2 separate regions of the Arachis hypogaea genome follow, and region 2 is linked to region 1. A link is a contact called in public Hi-C data. All regions are on one chromosome and are shown on one strand. Each heading gives the region's core, a stretch centred on a gene start, on an enhancer-like site or on the middle of the called end of the contact. The rest is flanking DNA. Distances are from core to core; before and after follow the strand shown. Region 1 holds the start of LOC112728095 (GTP-binding protein BRASSINAZOLE INSENSITIVE PALE GREEN 2, chloroplastic-like). Region 2 has its middle 7.4 kb from the start of LOC140177359.

Region 1 (5,875 bases), core at 1,250-3,749:
GAGTGCATCCATGCTTCAAAGCCCTTTTGGTAAGCGTTAATTATATAATTAATTTTAATCATATCAACTTTTCAATTGATAATTCCTGTTTCACAAAGGGGCTTTCTCTCTCTTTCTAGAAAATGTATAGATAAATAATTTTTAACCAACCAACTTTAAACAACTATAATTAATAATAATTGATGTTGTGTTTTTTAAAAGATAAAATTTAAATAATTACTAATTAATAATAATTTAAAAAATTAGGATCACTAATTAATAATAAATTGGCTAGTAGTTGAAACGTTGAGTGTTAATTACCTAACTGAATTCGATATTCAAGCAAATACAAATGGCCAAAACAATTATAAGAAATCTAAGAGATATATCTCACTTAAATTTCTAAGTATATTCGGTTGGATTGTAATTCTAGTCAAGTTTTGTACAGTAAAAAATTTTACAATTGTGTATTTTATTTTTTGGAACAATACAATTATGTATTTTAAGATCAACATAAATTCTAAATTAAAAACAAAAACATATGAAAGGTTTCGTTTCATGGAAACGACTGCGTTTTTTGAGGATGTAAATTAAGGCAATTTACCATAATAAATAAACTGGCATCCAATATTACTAGATTATACAAAATGTAAAATAGATACCAAAATGCATTTTTTCATAATCTATGTAAACGCGAGAGGGATCCCGCAGTTTACGAATACACGTAATCCACTAAGGGGTGTCGCAAATTACGTTCTAGGAAAAATAAGCATGATCTGTGACAGGGGTGTCTCGGTTTATGTGTGAATGACGAGACTGCATAAACCGCGACAGAAGTCTAACGGTTTATGCGTTAGTATAAATACGGTTTAGGGGTTTCGCGGATTACATTTGTGGTGGTTGTAAGGTTTTTTAGAGAGAGAAGGAGAGATTTTCTAGAGAGAGAAAAAGAGAGAAAAGTGTAGGTTAGTTGAGTTGAGATGGCAGAGGCACCCAGTCTTTAGAGGTTCAACGGCATTGCTCACGTTGCTGGCAGCATAAACGAAGATGTTAGTTTGGTTATTTTTAGTTAATGTATTTCATATAATATTTTTCCAATGATTGTGATTTAGGTATTTAAATTTAGATTAATGTCTTGAATCGTTTATGCCTTTCATTGAATTTTGTGATTAGAAAATAGGAACTGTATGTTACCTGTTTAAATTTTAATATTGTATTTTTTGTGTTAGATTACTTTAAATTAGTGTTGAATTTTTTATATGTTTGGTTTCTTCTGTCACATGCTCCAGCCGATTGGGTGTATTTATAGTGTCCGGAGGCAACAGAACATGCCTCTGCATGACAGGATCGTACCCTATTTAGAGAGGGCTGATTTGTACCACCTGGCGAAACTCAACGCCAAGTGATTCTGGTTGGACGAGTCTTTAGTCAGCGTTTTCATTAATAGGTAGCGTTCTGAGATGCATACCTTTCATATGCTTTTTTTGAAAAGTGTACTATCACGCTGCACGGTGTAGCATACCAGTTGGGTCTGTCCGTGGATGATTTACGTGTATTCGGGTGCCTTATAGATTTTGAGAAGCTTATGGACAAATGCAAAACGAAACCACACATACATAAGAACAAGAAAATTTTAATAATAAATAGTATTATACAAGTCAATAAAAGGATTGTACTATACGTGATTAATCATTTTTAAATGTCATTAAAACTAAAATTATGATTAAAATACACAATAATTATTTTCTTCATATTAAACATTGATAAAACTTTGATAGTAAATATTTCAGACAAAAAAATACTGATATTTCGAATAATGAGACAGAGCAAAACCTAATTTCGCTTTTCTTCTTTACATGTATGTCACTAAAATTTCTCTAGTCGGATTTGAGTGTTGTTTATGAAGTCTTTCCAATAAATAACTTCAAAATTTTTTAAACAAATGTGGATATCCAATTATTAGCAGCATAAAATTCATGAAAGTTCCTGGTAAAGTTTTGAAAAAGAACCCAAAAAGTAAACGAGCAGGTCAAACTTGGTTCCATGTAGTGGTTAGCACTCTGGACTTTCAATCCAGCGACCTGGGTTCGACTCCGATTGGACCTTTTTTTCTTAATTCTTCTTGGGCTTTTGGTTGTGGGCTTGTGGCGGTCCAAGCAATGTGCATACCAACAACCCTACCATGCAATTTCACTCTACTTGGGAAGTGAAACAAATAATAAACCAAGTGAAAGTAGAATGTAATGAGTCTTTTTTTTTTTTCGTAACTAGAATGTAGAGAGTCTAATGACACTATGAATGTTATTTTCAACTTACTATAGTCAGGTTAATGTAACAGTAAAACTAGTGATTGTGGTATTTGGTCCTTTAATCAAGGGGTGAGAATTTGTGTTGTCACTCCTGCAAATGAAGAGACTTCCATAAAGAGCATGTCATGTCATGACTAGTCGCGTAAACATTGCAAAGTGATTAATCACTATTGTTACTTATTTATCTTGTTTATTCATACAAATTGAGAGCAGGAAGAATAAAAGAAGCATAAGTAAATATTACTAGTAAATAGTAATGAATAATCCATGAGGTGTGAATAGTGATATGTCAAGTCAAGTCATGGCAGGCCTAGACAAGAGAAGAGTCTGAAAAGGCTAAAAGGCCTATGATCTATGCACGTTGAAGCCAGAAGTTCCTCGTTAATGACCATTTAGCCACACCGCCAAAGAAAACAATAAAAAAAAATGTTTCTTCTCCTTCATTTTCCATCAAGCGAGGGTGAGAACTGAGAAGTGAGAACTTGTTGGTATTCCACTATTCTTCATCTGGTTTCAATGGCAAAGAAGTCTCACATCGGCTGAAGATTTAAGAAACACGTGTGTTATATACGAGAGGTGCAACCAAAGGCTTGTCCCTTCGGGGACATCTGATAAAATTGGAACGATACAGAGAAGACTAGCATGGCCCCTGCGCAAGGATGACACGCACAAATCGAGAAATGGTCCAAATTTTTTTCGCTATTCTTCCGCGGATTTCTGATTTCTTCACCTCCTCTTTGCAATTTTCATCCTTCTTCAATGGATATTTGTCCTCTTTTTGGGGCTATCGGCGATACGGATCTTAAAAATTTGCGGACATACGGATCTTAAAAATTTGTTGTATTTGTCATCGGCGATGAAAATCAACTAGCATGCCAGATTCAAGGATTGTAAATGTGTCCTGCTTCCTTTGTGGTTCTCCCTGTTCAAAGTTAAACAAGTATGAAAAACAAGATCTAGGCAATTGCAATTTAGAACTTCCAAATCATCCATGAATTAAAGCTTTTTCATTGTGACTATGTAGTTTGATAATCATAGGAATAAGTTTAGGGTTCGTCAAGAATCCAAAACATAGAACTTGAATACAATTTTTTGTCAGCTAAGACTAAGATGTTTGACACTCCAGGGCTCCTGCATCCCTATTTAATGTCGATGAGATTGAACAGGGAAGAGCAAAAGATGGTTGAGATACGAAAGGAACTTCGGCCTCGATCATATAGAATCAAGGCAAGTTATTTAATGGCTTACTGCTATTGCTTCTCTCTAAGTTGTCATTAAGCCTTTTTTATTATGTAGATTATATGTATCCTTTATGCACATTGTTTATCCATTAAGGGCTATCAGAAATGGACAATAGTTTTGTTTTCTTTATTTCCCCTAATAAATGGAAACTCCAGTTAATAAATCGAGATAGCAATTTCTTTGGTGTCGGTATGTAAATTTCAGAAATAAAGATGTGGTTTGGAACTTTACATACTGGTTTTAACTTACAGGTAGGGCAGGCAGTGCACATTGGTGGCTTGACAAGAATTGACTTTATTAAAGCCTCTATTGAAACAATATATGTAACAGTTTGGGCATCACCAAAATGTTTCTCTTCACATGGGAAAAGTAGAAAATGCTGAAGAGGTTTGGGGTAATCATGTTGGTGTCAGGTTGCAGGTAAGCATTTTCTTTTTTTTTTCCACAAATCTAAACATGACTATATAAATCATTTTAGTATTAAGGTTTAAATTTGCATTTTACCTGAGCTTCAAATATGTTTTTCATTTGATTAATTGCTCTTTTATGTTACTTTTCAGTTGATTTTGTTAGATTATAAAAAGGAAAGGTAGAGAGACATTTTGACTTTATTTGTCAAAGAAATGTACTTTATAATCCAGAAACAACCCTTTGGTTAGAAACGGGATGAAAAGCTACCATATTTGTTGTAGTGTGGAATCGGATTTGATAATGGGACTTGATAGATCGAAATAATAATCAATTAGTTGGAAAAGAGTGTGTTGAAGATGAAGAAAAGTCTCACTTGAGAATTTAAAAATTTAGAGTTACGAAGCAAATAATCTATGGAAACATACCTAATTCTATATATCAAATTCTTTTGGAAATAAAACAGCATTTCATGTGCATAGTATATCCATTACGTTGTTTCCTTCTTTATATCAATGTATGTAGATATAATTTGCATTTAAATACATTTTTGTCCAAACATGTAACAAAAACAAGGGTAATATCCTAAATCAATGTTCAAAGAATTTTTATATCTTATTAAATAATGATAGGGATTTATACAAAATCGGACAGGTGAGTAAGTTGTCTAACAAAACAAAAGGTTGAGATCTGATATGGTAACTAAAATTTGTTAGGAGCTAAAGTGTTCGTCTAGAAATTACTTGGAGACTGATTTGAGGTATTACTAAATATAATCTATTCTCTCTTCCCCTAAAATACATGATATCTAATTTTGCTCTAACATCATTTCTATTTGCATCTTATTTCAGCCTCCCATTGGCAATAAACGCGCTGCTGACTTAGGCACATGGCAAGAAATGGAAATTAAGGTATCTGGAACTAGTTGGGAGGTCAACAGTATTGACATAGCGATAGCTGGCTTAGGTTGGTATTCTCTGTGCCTCAAAGGGGAAGCAACCATGAAACTGTGGACCTTTGATGGTGTTGAAGTAACCTTAAGAGAGCCATTGGTCCTTGACCAGGCCCGGTCCCTCGAGAAACCTGGTTTTGGTTAACAAGAGCCATCTCTGATGCTATTGGCAACCAAACCAAACTTGAAGCTCAAAAAAAGACAAAAACTTGATGATCAAGATACAGATTTTGTGGGGGCAGGTTTCGAACTATCACCTTGAGCAGAAATTTTTAATATCATTGCAAGAGTACTTTCAGGTGAAAATAGAAGATGTAACTGAATTTGACATGTTGCAGAGACAATAACATGTTTTTAGCTAGAAGTTTTTTGTGCCGGTCTTCTCTTTGCTAGTTGGTGTGAGAACCAACTTCCAATTTATAAATAGAGAAAGTAGAGATAAATGTAACCCTTCTTGTTTAAATGTTATGTTAATTGATTTTGTAGTATGTATGTAGTTTGTATGTAGGGGTGCCCTTCCAATTTATAGATAGAAAGTAGAGATAAATGTAACCCTTGTTTAAGTGTTACATTTATTGATTTTGTAGTATGTATGAAGTTTGTATGTAAGGGGTGTTTAGTTTGCGATTTGGTTTCTTTTTTTATGAAACCATCTGTTACGGCCTGGCCCAAAACTCGCGCGGGTCAACCCGACCCGAGTTCTCGCCGGCCCAGTGGTGCGTCCTCCACCCGACCCGGACACGCGTCCCGTACGGCTCGCACACAGCCGTGGGACAACACCTTTGAGGGTATGGGCCTGCCCACTGGAAGGGCCCACTACTGACATGTATATAAGGGGGAGGTTGGCTCTCCCCCCAAGGTACGTCACATTCTTACACCACCTCCTTTCCGCCTGCACATATTCTGACAAGAGCGTCGGAGTGTCTTTGCAGGTGGCACCCCCCTCTCCGTACAAAGTGCTCGGGATCTCGCCCACTCGGGACCA
Region 2 (5,875 bases), core at 1,076-3,575, 94 kb after region 1:
GATCTAATGGTTTATATTACAATGTCATCTTCATGTGAATTTGTTTTTACGAGAGCATTTATCATTATTTATTATATAAAATATTGCAAGAAAAAATTGTAGAACTTTTTTTTATATTAGATTATTAGGTGTGAATTTTCTAAAAATACTCAAATTATGTGTTATATATATGCATTTGTGAGTTTTTATAAAATGTCAATCACGTTTTGTTAAAACGTTAATAATATTTGTCTTTTCATAATTAAAATTATATTTTTTTACAAAATGTCAATTTTTTATTTTTTTATCACAAAACATTACTGATATTTTATCTTTTTATAGTTAATTTTTGTTTATCATAAAACATTAAGGATGTTTTATACCCCTAAACCCTAAACCCTAACAGTATAAAATATTAAAATAATTTAAAATTCTCATATTTTATATTAAAATTATTCATATAAAAAAAATTAGTAAAACCTTCACTGGAAACAAATGAAACATAGATAACAGCATCATTGAATTAGGCAACATGAATCTATCAGCGCAACAATTTTAACTTTAGATAACAATGTTTTAGGCAAAAAAATTTTTTTCATTTTTCTAATTATATTTTTTTACAATATTTTTTTAGGCAACGGCGTACGAAATATTATTAAACAATATTATTGTCCCAGTCAATATTTGCAAAATGCAAAGATTGAAAAACGACTTGGAATCTAATTAAACAATACTTTTAATGCATGACAACGTTTTTCAGGTAGTATTATTGTGGAAAGACAAATTTAGTAAAGTGTATAATTAACTTTAAAAATTAAGATGTACGAACAAGATTTGACAGATTCAAGGAAGCATAAATAGAATAAAGTATTGGGAGAATTTTAAATGTTTTTGAAAATGTCCATGTTGCAATAGTATTAATAGTTGATTTTAATTATAAAAAATATATATAATATATATTAATTAAAATTATTAGAATGTCAGTTTTTAATGAATATTTAAAAATTTTCCTAAAGTAATAATCTATCTCTTTGCATATAAAATGTTAAATTTCAGTTAAGGATATAATCAATTATATGTCTTTTTTTAGTAATTTAAAATTTTGATAGGAATAATTTTATAATATGAAATTAGAGTCTATTAAATTTAATATTATTGGACCACTTACTTACAAATATTTACGCACTAAATGATCATTTCTGAGTATGAACATAATATATTATAAATTTTACTTTTTTTTTATTAAAGATGTCTTCACAAAATTTATAAATATGAGAAATTCTTCATTTTATGAGCTAGTAGTTTTTAAAATTGAATTAGACCTATTTTATTTTAATTCCAATATAATACCAAAATTTTTATAATTAAAGATTTATATTAAAAATATAATAATTTATATGTTTTTTATTATCTTAAACTTTTGTAAAAAATAATTTTAATTTATAGAAATCTGTTAAATGAATTCTCATCTCATGATGAGACTCTACCTATAGAAATTTTATTGTAGAATTTTTCGTCTATTACTAAGAACTTATTTATTCTCAAACTCCAAAGATAATTAAAGGGTAAAGTACTAAATTGGTCCCCTAGGTTTGGGCGTAATTCTGTTTTGGTCCTTAAGGTTTAAAGTGTTCTATTTGAATAAAAGTTTCATTTAGCATCAATTTAGTCCCACAGTGAGGTCAAAATTAAATAATTAACAAAATGTCCTACATAACAACAGTACAAGAACAAAATCGATAATCTGGAGAACAAGTACAAGCTCCAGAGGCATAAAATCAACCATTGATACATCAATACATTTATTTATTATTTTTTTATAATATAAATAAAATATTTTATATAAAACTAAAGAAAATGATAAATAAATGTATTGATACATTAATGGTTGATTTTGTGCCTCTGGAGCTTGTACTTGTTCTCCAGATTATCGATTTTGTTCTTGAACTGTTGTTATGTAGGACATTTTGTTAATTATTTAATTTTGACCTCACTGTGGGACTAAATTGATGCTAAATGAAACTTTTTTGGATTCAAATAGAATACTTTAAACCTTAAGGACCAAAACAGAATTACGCCCAAACCTAAGGGACCAATTTAGTACTTTACCCATAATTAAAAGTCGTTGCTTATTCAATTTTGTTCATGCATATATTTTTCTTAGAATTGTTTTCAATAAAAATAAAATTTAAACCACCTCTACTAGACTCTTAGAAAATAAAAAAGTTATTAATATTAATTTAAATATAAGACAAATATAAAAAGAAAATATGAGTCATATTGATAGCTCCTAAGGCCCAAATGAAGAAGACCAGCCCGAAATGGAGTTGCCCAATACAGAGGAAGACACAAAAGGGCAGCCAACGCAAGGTATTGGGCCGTCTCAAGTGGAAGAACCCAAAAAGCAGCGAACCAAGAGAGCTCCAGGCTGGATGAAGGATTTTGTTATTGGATGAGCTGTGCGTAACAAAGAAACGTTTCCCTGTGCTGAGTTGGTTAGTTTGTTACGGGAAAAGAGAAAATATATGGGATTGAGAATGATTCGGAGTTAATTGGAGTATTGTGTGAAGAAACGTTTTCTGGAGTGCTCCCCCACTCGAATAGGGGCAGTATCTGTTTCGTTCATTTCCATTATCATTTCACATTCAATAATATACAATTTTCATTCCATTACTGTGCATTCTACTATATTTCACTACTCAATTGTAATATCATTAACAGTCACAAGTAGAGTCTATCATTGGTGCTCTCGTTGAGAGAGGATGGTGATCCCTGCTGAACTCAACCCACAGCACGAGCTTGCAGCTCTGCAGAGAAGTCATGTTGAGATTGCCAGCCAAGTCCACCACGAATGAGCGAATGGATGGGCTGGAAGAGTCACTGCGGGAGATTCGGAGCATGCTGAAAGAATTCCTGAAGAAAAAGAAGGTGGTCAGTGAGTCCGATGAGGAGGATGGAGCACAATCATCTTACAGGCAATCTGTTCGCAACAATAATCACATGACTAGAGGTATTAAAGCTGAACTACCAATCTTTGATGGTGATAGAGTAGAAGAATGGGTATTCAAAGCCCGTGAGTACTTTGAATGGTATGCTGTACCGGAGGACATGAGAGTGCGTATGATTTCTTTTCATTTAACTGGTCCTGCTTATGCATGGTATCGTTGGGGTGTTAATAACAATATCCGTTATACATGGGACTCATTTTTAGAAGCTCTCTTAGTTCGTTTTGGACAGAATCAATTTTACGATCCTAAAGCAGCACTCAAGGAGTTAAAACAGGTGAATACTGTGGCTGAGTACCAAAGCCAATTTGAGGAGCTCACCAATCAGGTGACGGGACTAAGTGAGGAATGGGTAATCTCTCTATTTGTGGGTGGTTTGCAAGATTACTTAAAATGTGAGCTACTCCTAGCCAAACCTACCTCATATGTGACAGCAGTATCCTTAGCCAAGCTCTATGAGCAGAAAAACAACAGTCCCCACCCCAAATTCACAAGCCTACCTCACCCAAACAGCCGCCATAACAGCCCAAACACCAACCCTCCACCCACCAGAAACCCAAACAACACTTCTCAACCCCAATTTGTTCCTGTCCCACTCAATTCACCCAACACCAACAACAAAAAAAATTTGAATTCTACCCCACCATTTAAGAAACTATCAGCTGCTGAAATTAAAATGAAGAGGGAAAAGGGATTGTGTTATTATTGTGACGAGAAGTGGTCACCTGGACATCGGTGCAAGACATCCTGCTATCTATTGATAGGAGATGAGGAAATGCAGGAAATTCTGAAGGAGCCTGAACCTGCTGTGATCCAAATTACAAATGAGGAGCAACCTGTAGTGGTTGGTCCTGCACAACCAGAAATCAGTTTTAATGCCATGGTTGGTCAATACCAACCAACAACATTTAGGCTGAAAGGAAGTTACAAGGGACACGAAGTTATGGTCCTGATTGATGGAGGCAGTTCGCATAATTTTGTGAAAGCCAATGTTGCTGAAAAACTGGATTTCCCAATTCAACAAACCACACCACTGCAAGTACTGGTTGGAAATGGTGATGTCATTGGTTGTAAGGCAGTGTGTGAAAATGTACCCCTGGTAATGCAAGGGTATCAGTTTACCATCAGCACTTTCATGCTAGATTTACAGGGTGCTGATATAGTTTTGGGAGTACAATGGCTCATGTGCTTGGGCTATGTAACAACACATTATGGTCTACTCACTATGGAATTTGTTGTGAATAATTTACCTATCAAATTACAAGGAAACAGGCTGCTTCAGTCTGAGGCGATTAGTAACAAGATGCTACGAAGGATGGTGACATCTGAGGTGGTAACCACTATGTACCACTTGAAGATGGTGGATGAGGAGAAGGTATCGGAAGCCACTATCCCCATGGAAGTGCAGCGGGTTCTAGAGGAGCATCAGGAAGTGTTTGAAGAACCTACCCAACTGCCACCCCACCGTGATGTGGACCATAATATCAACCTCATTCCAGGGTCACAGCCTGTGAGTATACGACCCTATAAATATCCTCATTTTCAGAAGGAAGAGATGGAGAGATTAGTGTCTGAGATGATTGAAGCAGGCATTATTCGGGAAAGTCAAAGCGCTTTTTCTAGTCCCGTGTTGTTGGTTAAGAAGAAGGACGGAAGCTGGCGGTTTTGTGTGGATTATAGGGCTCTAAATGCTATTACTGTCAAGGACAAATTCCCTATTCCAACCATTGATGAGATATTGGATGAACTTTTTGGGGCAGAATATTTTTCCAAGATCGATTTACGGTCGGGATATCATCAAATTCGCATGAATGAGAGTGCGATTCCCATGATAGCCTTCAGAACTCACCAAGGGCACTATGAGTTTGTGGTGATGCCCTTTGGTCTCACGAATGCTCCCTCCACATTTCAGGCCACTATGAATAAGGTATTCAGACCCTACCTGAGAAAGTTCATTGTTGTTTTCCTTGATGACATTCTCATCTACAGCAAGACGTGGGACGAGCATCTCACCCATTTGGGGCTTACTTTAGCCATCCTGTCTCAGAACAGGCTCTTTGCTAAGCGGTCTAAGTGTCTTTTTGGGCAGTCTCAAGTAGACTACCTTGGTCACATAGTGTGTGCAGAAGGGGTGAAGGTTGACCCTTCCAAGATTGATGCAATCCAGGCCTGGCCGAAGCCCACTACCCTTAAACAATTACGGGGATTTTTGGGTCTAACTGGGTATTACAGAAAATTTGTTGCTAGGTATGCCCAAATTGCTCATCCTCTTACTGAGCTTCTGAAAAAGAATAATTTCCATTGGGGAATAGAAGCAGACCAAGCCTTTGACCATCTCAAGGCGGCCATGGTACAAACACCGGTGCTGGCCTTACCAGATTTTTCCAAGACGTTCACTGTGGAGACTGATGCATCTCATAAAGGAGTAGGGGCTGTATTGACTCAGAATGGTCACCCCCTTACTTATTTTAGCAAGAAGTTGAACCCGAAAATGACTCTCGCCTCAGCTTATATCCGTGAACTCTACGCCATTACCCAAGCAGTGGCAAAATGGCGTCACTACCTTTTGGGCAGGAAGTTTGTCATTAAAACAAATCATCAGGGCCTTAAGGAATTGATGACTCAGGTGATTTTGACGCCAGATCAGCAGTACTACCTAGCAAAATTATTGGGCTATGATTTCGAAATCGAATATAGGCCAGGAAAATTAAATCTAGTGGCAGATGCTTTATCTCGCCACCCGGATTCTGATGTTCAGATGGTGTTCCGGAGCTTGACTACTGTCCAAGCGTCACTGCTGCAATCCTTAAAAGAGGCCAACCAACAGTGTGATCAGATGAGACAGTTGCACCAACAACTGAGGGATGGCAAACTAGGGCCGGATTATGGGG

Evidence for each region. A called contact is a pair of places that touch in the nucleus more often than the background predicts.
Region 2: a Hi-C map of leaf shows a contact between it and region 1, with 4 times the contacts expected there. The contact joins the enhancer-like site here to the promoter of LOC112728095 in region 1. A contact is called at or near these places in 3 of 8 Hi-C or Micro-C datasets (all in leaf).

What each region holds. Positions count from the first base shown.
Region 1 is chr12:106,831,349-106,837,223 of arahy.Tifrunner.gnm2.J5K5, forward strand. It overlaps LOC112728095 (GTP-binding protein BRASSINAZOLE INSENSITIVE PALE GREEN 2, chloroplastic-like), which reads left to right and starts at 2,500. Exons shown (of 4, transcript XM_029290820.2): 1 at 2,500-3,228; 2 at 3,415-3,515; 3 at 3,782-3,950; 4 at 4,790-5,378. The coding sequence starts at 3,891. The coding sequence ends at 5,035. LOC112731922 (U6 spliceosomal RNA) reads left to right here and starts at 2,881; the gene lies at 2,881-2,983.
Region 2 is chr12:106,925,161-106,931,035 of arahy.Tifrunner.gnm2.J5K5, forward strand. No RefSeq gene overlaps it. Among protein-coding and RNA genes, the nearest start is that of LOC140177359, 7.4 kb to the right of the region's middle. Within about 2 kb of position 2,326, at least 1 of the 3 cell types and tissues checked has open chromatin away from gene starts, as enhancers often do.